Linked DNA regions of Zea mays: region 2 is linked to region 1. The links are chromatin contacts, called in public Hi-C maps. All regions are on one chromosome and are shown on one strand. The core of a region is the stretch at or near the end of the contact, and the rest is flanking DNA. Distances in the headings are between cores, read along the strand shown.

The links. A called contact is a pair of places that touch in the nucleus more often than the background predicts.
Region 2: a Hi-C map of leaf shows a contact between it and region 1, with 4 times the contacts expected there. The contact joins the enhancer-like site here to the promoter of LOC100382533 in region 1. A contact is called at or near these places in 5 of 25 Hi-C or Micro-C datasets (ear, endosperm, leaf and 1 more).

What each region holds. Positions count from the first base shown.
Region 1 is chr9:121,088,490-121,092,944 of Zm-B73-REFERENCE-NAM-5.0, forward strand. It overlaps LOC100382533, which reads left to right and starts at 1,487. Exons shown (of 17, transcript XM_020543763.2): 1 at 1,487-1,879; 2 at 2,714-4,455. The coding sequence starts at 2,724.
Region 2 is chr9:121,476,019-121,480,876 of Zm-B73-REFERENCE-NAM-5.0, forward strand. No RefSeq gene overlaps it. Among protein-coding and RNA genes, the nearest start is that of LOC541910, 5.1 kb to the right of the region's middle. Within about 2 kb of position 1,468, at least 18 of the 20 cell types and tissues checked have an H3K27ac peak or open chromatin away from gene starts, as enhancers often do. A contact at or near this core is called in ear, endosperm, leaf and 1 more, where this site is marked.

The sequences.
Region 1 (4,455 bases), core at 237-2,736:
GGTGCGCGTGTTAGCTATTATTTTAGCCAATCATTTGCTTTACAAGAAAGGACCAGATGAATTTGCGTTACGTTCCTTCTTTGTTTAAACCTAGGTAATGTTTTCTATTATACACTAACCTCTGTTTTCTTTGTTTCTTGTTCTTTTTCTCAGGGATACGGCCTCCTAACCAGAGGACTCAAGGTTGCCTTGTCATTTTTTAAACTTATGGTTTCTCGTGCGAACATTTAGCAAAGGCTTTATAACTATTCATGGGATTGAACTGCAAGCCAAAAACGACTGCTGCAGTCATTTAGATGTAGACTTGGATAAGAATATGGATCACCCAATCTTGATTTAAATCAAAACTGCTGCAAAGAGTTCCTTATGGAACATATTCTAGAATCAAAAGCCATGCTCCTTAGATGCCTGCATGAATGATGTGCCTGTGCACTACATTTTGAAACTGGACGAAGCTTTGAACTGTGAGGTCTCCACAAATTGAACGCAAGCCCTGGATTAGGTCTCCACAAATTGAACGCGGAAGGGCCAAGAAACTGTGAAGTATTAATGGTTGTTCTTTGGGTATTATTTATTGCTAGGTATTATATATATAATACAAAGGAGCATCAGAACCATTGCTCACTAAACTGACTAAGGTTGTTGGTTTGGAATCAGGACCCTGTTTGTTTAGCCTCGAGTTTATATACCTATGTTTAATATCCTGCTTTGATATAACATTAGCTTGAAAGACATGACACAAAATATTTGTGGACCTTTATGCTCACATTCTTCTATTTTTTTGCAGCCTTGACAAACCTGCTTTCTGAGAGATGATGACTTTCCTTTTGTGGATGTACATCTTAGTCGCCTCTGCAGATGGACATCTTTATCGCTTTTGTGGGTAGATTGTTTCGCTGGCTTTTTGTGGATTGAATGACTCTCCACTTGTAGTAGTGTAATGTTTATGTACCTAGCTGTCTAGATTGTATCGGCCAAGAGACCGCTACCAGTACCTTGTATATACATCTCGTTTAGTTGCCTGCCCCCCGCTGTGTCAGGTAGACATAGACTTGGATTATGTAGTCTTCTTCTGGACCAGTTTCCAGCTAGAACAAGCCTCAGCGTCATGCTATGATCCGTGTTTTAGTGTGGTGCTGCAACTATAATGTGGATTATTTTCAGGCTATCTATGTTCTGTTAAGTACCTTCTTTCTTGCTTGTCAAATTAAAAAAATTATTATAAATTTAGTCATTATTCACTTAATATTTTTTCAGTGCCGGATAGAGCGCCCGCAAGGGCGCCGTCTGATCCAGTGAGTTTTTTTCACGTGCAAGCCGCCGCTTCGTGTCCTCGCCTCCTCGGCTTCGGCGGACCAACCCAGACCTAAAACTGAAAGCCACTCCAGTCCCAGGCTCTCAAGGCCTGTTTGATTGACGGCTGAAAAATGCTGCCTGAGCCAGGCAGCCCAGGCCCTCCAAACATGCCATCGAAGAAGCCCCAATCACCCGATCCAGTCCCAATCACCCGATCCAGCTGTGCGCAAGTTACTGGTGTGCCCGGTGCGCGGGCCGCGTACATCCTGCACAGCCGAACCACAAAGCCCCCCACCCGACCATGGACCACCAGTCCACCGCAAGGCACACTCCTGTCTCCACCCTGCTCCGCTCTTTGCTCCCGCTCCCGCTCCCGCTCGCCTACGCTACTTGCCGTTCATCGCCGGCCACAGCCTCTGCCCCCGCCGCTTAGAGTTCGCCTCCGTCGCTGCTGCAGGAGCTAGGGTTTCCGGCGCCGGGCGCCGGGGTATGAGCATCCGCCGCCGCCGCCCTGCAGGATCTAAGGTTTCGACGACTCCGCTCACTGATGGAGGGTGGTAGAAGGGCGAGCGAGTCCCTCTCGGTACTTTCCCATTCCTCCTTATATTTTTCTTCTTCACGCGACGTGCCTCGTTTTTGTGCCGCAGGGTACGAGGCAAGTAGTGGCTCGCCCGGGTCGCGCGCGCAGCTTGGTGGGTTAGGGTTTGGGATGGGTGGCACTTGATATTGTTTTCGGGTAGTTTTGAAGGCGTAGTTACGAATTCCTGCTTGACTCTGGGAATTGGGATTTGGAGCCTTTTGTTTTCAGTAGCCTCATGTGTTTTTTTTGCGGTCAGACTGGTTTGGGGCTTGGTTCAAGTTCAATCCGACCGCTGTAAATTACAGCTTTACTTGCTTAGAGTAATGTTTTGCTGGGAGTTTAGTGCTAGCGAGCTCATGGTCCTGAGGTCAAAGTGCACCACACGTGTTCTATTCATGGGACAGGAGGGAGTACGGTCTTAGTTGACTGAGAATGTTCTGCTAGCAAATGTAGAATTTGTACTTCCCTTTTGGCTATTTTAAAACAGCCACACCAGTCTTTATGGTTCAGTCAGTACTGCAATTTTGGTGCGGGTTATTTGTTATACAACAAGCATCATTACTTTGTACTAGGTGGCAGTCTTGTAGAGTCGTCTGAGATGCTGCCTACTGCCTTAAATTTCTCACGTACACTGATACACACTCACACATGATGTTGTTTGTTGCAATGATGTTCACACATCCGTGGCCGTCTGAGTACTTTTGCTCCCATATATGAATTATGTTATATATAAATATGATGCTCCAATATATTTAGCTTGCTTGCTGCAAAGTTGCTGATTTATGTTTGACTTGTTGGAACTTTGACTTTATATGTTTTGAACTCTCTATTTTGCAGGCATACACCCATGGACCATGACGATACTGATTTTCAGAGCCAAAATTTTCAACTAGCTGGTGTAGGAAGTAGCAAATTCCCATCAGGTTTGCGACCATTTGCACTGCCAAAACTTGATATCGAGGACCAACTACAAGGCCATCTTCGATTTGATAATTTGATAGATTCAGAAGCATTTTTCAGCGTACAAGGGCACGAGAATAGCTGGATTGAGGTTCTGTCCACTGGAAGCAGTGTTGTTGATTTTAGCTCTAGCGCAGCTGAATCTTGCTCGATATCTAAAACTAATAATGTCTGGTCAGAGGCAACGTCCACAGAATCTGTCGAAATGCTATTGAAATCAGTGGGAGGAAATGAGACAACTGGTAACATGGACAGTAATGCTCACCTTCAGTTAATTGGTATGGACAGTCAAACTGATCAATCGAGTGTTCATCCTAAATCTAGTACCTCCCCGACAGATAGTACTGTAGTGCCAACTGAGAAAGATCAGTCTTGGAGCACTCATTCTAGAATGACTGCTGACCTTTCAAACACTGAGTCTCAGCTTGAACATTTTGTGCCTTTCTTACTGGACAAGAAAGCTGCGCAGGCAGCAGATTCTGTTGCTGAGAAGTGCCTTACAGGTGAGAAGTTGTCCTCTTCAAACAACACACCAGGAAGCTGCCCAACTGTTGGCAACTATTTTGGGGCAGGCCATGATGATAATTCTTTGGACAAATTTAATGTACCCTCAGCTGAAGTAGATTCAAAGAAATTGAATAATGAATCTTTCCCAGAGTTGGCTCCCCTGCAGAACATATATACTGATTCATATCACTTCAAGAAAGATATTAAAGAATCTGAGGCTGTTGTTACTCCTCAAGATTCGAAGTTTTGCCATATCAATGAAAATAAAGTTGAAGGTGGACTACAAGAACTGCAAAATTTGTCATGTGCTGGTCAGTCCTTGGGCGCTGTAAACTTGTCCAGTCCACCAAGCAATGAAACTCTATTGTCAAAAAGTTCTGATGGATTACTAGAAGCCATCACAAATCCAGTTAAGATGCTGCACAGGAGCGATGATACTTGCCATAAAGTGAACATCACTCTTCAACCATCTTTTTTAGCAGTGCAACATGGAACTGAAGGCCTGAAAAGTTCAGTTCACAGGAGCAATGAGCTTGTTGTTAAGGAGTTTAGTATTGGTTCAAATTCTCTTATCTCTCACCAATCTGAGGCAGACCCAAGAAATTCTAATCCACATCCTGTCAGTTCTGTGTCTCCCAAAAGTAAAATTACCGATGCCACTTGTGTTCCTGAAGAAACAAACAACACTGAAACGAATAGTACAAACACCTGCTATACATATGATGAATCAAAACATGTAGTGCTGGAGTACAATCAAGGTTCTGTTGACAAGCTAAAAAGTGGTGACATGGGAGAAAAGGCAACTGGGGAGGAAATACCAGCAGTTTCAGGGAGCATTGAGCAAATGATAGAAAATTATCATGAAGAAAATGCTACTGGTACATCCAACAATAAGGTTGGCCTTTCCGACAGTATTGCACCTGAAAACTGTGCAGCTGACACTTTGAATGCTTCAGAGGAACCAAACAGTCCTTCGTTAAATCATGAGAGGTCATTTGAGGAACACGAATTGCCTGCTTTAGGAGAGGAGCCTAAAAGCACAAATTTACTCCTTTCTACTTCTGGGTTTCAAGAGAAAATTTCAGCATCAGTGATCAGTTCTAGCAGTGGTG
Region 2 (4,858 bases), core at 218-2,717, 390 kb after region 1:
ATTCATAAAATATTTTACTCCATAGTTTAAGTCTAAACTTCGTAATGGCGATATGCAGTCCAGTTTGGATAACTAGAGGCGATTTTAAGAATCTGGATAAAGAAAAACTCAGAATCCTGGATTGCGTTCCAAACTGCTTTAGATGTTTAATAAACTTCAGATATTATTTTTATTCAACGTATCCAGAAGGCTAGGGTAGGGTGCTTGTCCCCTATGCGTCCTGAGCGCGCCACTGCGGTCTGCGCCCCTGGCCCTTTTGCCGTTGTCGCTTGTCCCTCGTTTTTCGAGAGCAGCATGGGAATTTTTTAATCCACTGCGTGTTCTCACGTTAGTTGCAGGGCTCGAAGAAGACGTGAGTGAAGAAGACCCGTGAACGAATGACTGCCGGAGGGAAGAAGACAAGTGGCGCGGCGAAGTTGAATTTCTTTTCTTTTCTTTGCTACATGCTCGTGGTCGTGGAGACAGACGCTTGGCTTTTTCCTCGTTTCTCCGGGAAAGCAGGAGTAGAACAGTGCAATTTTTATATGGTCAATGGGGCCGCGAATCCGATAACCGCGAGGTGCTTTGCCATGGCCGCCACGGAGACGGAGTTGCTTGCACTTGCACTGCGCCGGGAGGTAAGGGACCATTAACTACTAGCTAATGAATACTAGTGGTGTACTACCAGTAGTCGATGGCGGCCATTATATCGCTTACATACATCCTCCGGTGCCTATTTGTTTTTGTTTTAGACAATATTTAAATCAAACTTATTGATTTTTTTATTATAAATAATTGTTTTATTATTTAGTTTTGAAAGGTAATATTTATCTGCACCTATATTTAAAAAGTAAAATATAAATGTATTAAGAGTTTATTTCTATTTTCACGAAAAAAACATTGATCACAGTTGTATATTGGAAACACTGTCGTCATTGTTTTAAAAGACAACGAGAAATAATAAGAAACCGGAGCAAGTATAGAACTATGCAAGTGTAAGCATAATAACAACACCGAAAAAGCTGTTTCTGACCCCTTGCTTTGGCTTTACCCAAACTATTCTATCTGGCCGGATGAAACGACGACAGACAAAATATTCTATCTGGCCGGATGAAATCGTCGCAAAAGGCCGATCGAGCAAGGCGGCGCGCGATGCTTGCCGTGGATTGGGGCATCCGGAGAGGCGTTTTTTCCTCCGTTGGGCGGGCCCAGGAGACAGACACGCACCAACTGGCCGTGATTCAAGGTGCGTCTGCCTGCAGCAACCAGCTGATCAAGCAGTGGCCTCTTTGAAATCTTTAGGCGGCCCACATGGCAGCGAAAGAATACTTGGTCCGAGAGAGCTAGCGATCGACCGAGAGCATGATAAAAGTGCCCAGGCCGACTGGAGAACAAACCGAGCCGTCTCCGGCAGGGTCCACCACTACCGGTCCCCCCTAGGGCCGCGTGACTGCGTCTAGGGCGTGGGGCCTGCTTTACCCTGTGCCCCCACTCTAACGAGAAAAACTGTCTCAACGCACGCCACCCGTTGCCCTCGCCCCCACTCCTCCTCCCTCCGTCCAGAGCCTGACGGTCAGACCCGGCCACCAGTAGAGGCAGCCTTTGCGCAGCGCCCCGGTAGAGTAGAATAGTAAAAGTTGGCCGGAGCCCGGAGTGCAAGACGTGCCTGCGTGCACGCAGCGTGCGACCTCTGCGCCCATGCTCGCTAGTGAGCGTATTTATGGCGGTGGCGAGGTGGTCTCGCTGCTCCGGCGAATAAATTTTGGGCCAATTCCCCGTATGCCACTGGAAAATATACTCATTCCTTGTATGCCACTGGCCCCACATGTCATAGACACCAAAAAATATACCTATATGCCACTCAGTGGCACACAAGGGATAAGTATAAAATCTGATGGCATACCAGGAATTTTCTCATAAATTTTTGGCATCGGTGGCCGGCGGCGATCCGGATAAGTTCGCGGGGTCCTCTTAGTCCTCTCCTCTGTGCGCCACGGCACGTGAGTGCACGTTCGCGGGAATCTTAAAACTCGCATCGCATCCACGCAACTGATTACATAGCTTGCGTTTTTTTTTGGTTGCAGGCGATGTGTCGCTGACAGCGAGGTCCACGCGTGGGACCCCCTTGTTATCCGAACCATTATATAAGGGGGGAAGAAAATGCGAGCCGTTGCGCCGACGGACACGTAGCCGGAGCGGATAGGAGAGGTCGCAGCGCCGGGGGACGGTGACGGCGGATCTCTCGCGGCAGGCCGGCAGCAGGCAGCAGACAGCAGCGCTGCGCACGTACGGTCACATGGGCACCGGCATGGCGGGGGCATGTGGGGGTGGGTCCGCCCCGCCTTTCCTTGCCGCCGCGCTCGCGATGAAGGCGATGCATTATATATGAATCGAAATCATGCAGACCCCAGCCGGCTAGCCGTCCAGAAGCCCTCCTGGACCGGGCTTCTTTTCTTCGCTTTGCTTCCCGCCCTTGCTGCGCTCCGTTTCTTTTCTTTTTTCTTCCTTTTTTGTTTCAGCTGTCTTTACTTTCGGTCACGCAGCTAACGCTACACGCTTGCTCCCTTCTGCTTCCCGCCAACAATTCCTGGTGGCCCGCAAATACCATCCAAATCAGGAGCTCAAGGCTGCCACATTTCTCCCAGATTTCCGCACCGCATCCAACGAGTATAACAGCTTTGGCATGCGACCTCGTGTTCGGCTTCCAACCGATCAAATTGTTAACAAGAACGTTTCAAAGAAAAAGGAAAAATATTAACAAGACAAGCTTAAGGATGCCTTCGGTTCTTTTAGTAAAACTCGCCTCCACTCGCTGAGCCAGGATTTGAAGTCATCCAATGTGTTTGGTTGGTTTTATAGTACTGTAATATAAGACATAACCATTTTTATTAGAATCTCATAATATAAGGCATGTTTTATTTAATACGTATATCGATGTATTACTACTAGTATTGTTAAATAGAATTAAATATATTTTTTGTCTTTAAACTAGATTTAGTTACGCCTTATATACTGGAATGGAAGATTAGTAATCTTACGATTTGTGCAACATTTTTTATAACTTTTCTTGCTACCATCAAAATGAACCGGCAGGCTCATGGTCATGGGGGCTGGGCGCCTCGCAAGCAGGCCTAGACAAAATAAATCGAAACTGAATTAATCGGAACCGAAATTGAATTAACCGAAACTGAGTTAACACTTATAAATTTCGGTTTCATGTTTCAGAAAACCGAAATAACCGAGATAAATTCGGTTCTAGACCTCAGAAAATCGAGTTATCCGAAAAACAGAAATATAATAGAAGCATGATAGACCAATATAATTTTAGGCATATCTTAATATAACCTTCCCAAATCCTAAGTATATAAGCACACAACCTCTTCAAATCAATCAATCTCCAGCTCCAATAATCCTCCATCTGATCATCTACGTATTTTTGCTAAACTTTAAAATTGTGCTATTTTGTTATTTTTGCTAAACTTCGATCTATTCGGCTAGGAACCAAAATTGAACCGAAAGAATCGATACCGATTTTTTCGGTTCCGCCTATCCTGAATGCATATTTCGTTTCTAGTTTTCTAGAAACCGAATTTGTGAAAAACCGAGAAGTTGAACGGAACAGAACCGAAGAACCGAATGTCCAAGCCTACTGGCAAGCTTCTTGGGAAACTGTTTTTTAATGCGGGGATGAGATTTTTCCACGTTCGCAAGATGGGAATGGGAATGCACAATTTTTGGACTAGGATAACTTATTTAATAATTTCTTCATATATTTAAGCAAAATTGTACCAAAAGGTCAGCTTCTGTAGCATAGCAGCTTATCAATTGAACTGCTTTCTAAGCCTGAACTAAAAGTTTTTTTTAATAAGCAGAAGCTCTGCCAAGGTGAGCTGGAGCATAGAAAGATAGGGTAGATCGTGCATCATTAACCAATCATAAATCTATAGAGGTGTATGCACATAGTAGTGATTTTCTTCGCAATAGAAAAAACAAAAAATTTGCGGGTTTTGAGAAAACTCGTGTAAATTGACTAGTCTTTGTCAGCTAGAAGACACCAGATAGAAGTTCGTTTTGAAGTCGTTTATTTGAACTGCTGCAGCTGCAATCTTTAGAGACAAAGACGTTGTAGAAGTAGTAGAAACCAGTACGAATGAAAACCATGCGAACAGACTATTTTCTTTGCCCTCTGTCAATTGATGGGGCTACTGTCAGACAAGATGACCAACAAAAAATTAAGTGATATTTGACTATTTTGTAGCATCGCTCCATTCTCCGTGTCTCATATGTGCTCCATTTTCTCACGCATCGTGCCCAGTGGCGGAGCTCCATAAAATTAACGTCTCGGGCCACTCTACAAATATAATAATGTATTACTTCGTCTTTTTATTTGCCACACTTTAGTTTAAAAATGAACTAGTGAATGATAAATATTTAAAAACAGAGTAGTAACATTTAAAATATTTAAAATGAGTAAATGAGGGAGGCTGTCAGCGCTAGGCTCAATCGCTGCAAGCAGAAAGTCTTTTGGGACACATATTTAGGCTGAATGGTCGGGGCAGAGGTCGTCGCCATGCATGCACCTGCACCACAACGAAGGATATTGATCTTTTAGGGCTAGTTTTTAGGGCTAGTTTGATAACTTTATTTTCTCAGTGATTTTCATTTTTACAAGATTTTTTTTGGAAAAATATAAATTTCATAAGAAAATGGTGCTTCTAATCTAGCCCTTAGAGGTCAATGTCCTTCGATTTATAACATTGCCAGACCAAAATGTATCACAATGGAGGTCCTTAACTAGCTCCTCACCTTCTCTTTATATGAAGGATGAGTTTATGCTTTTATGACTCATTAATTGCCTTGTTCGGATCATCCTGAATAG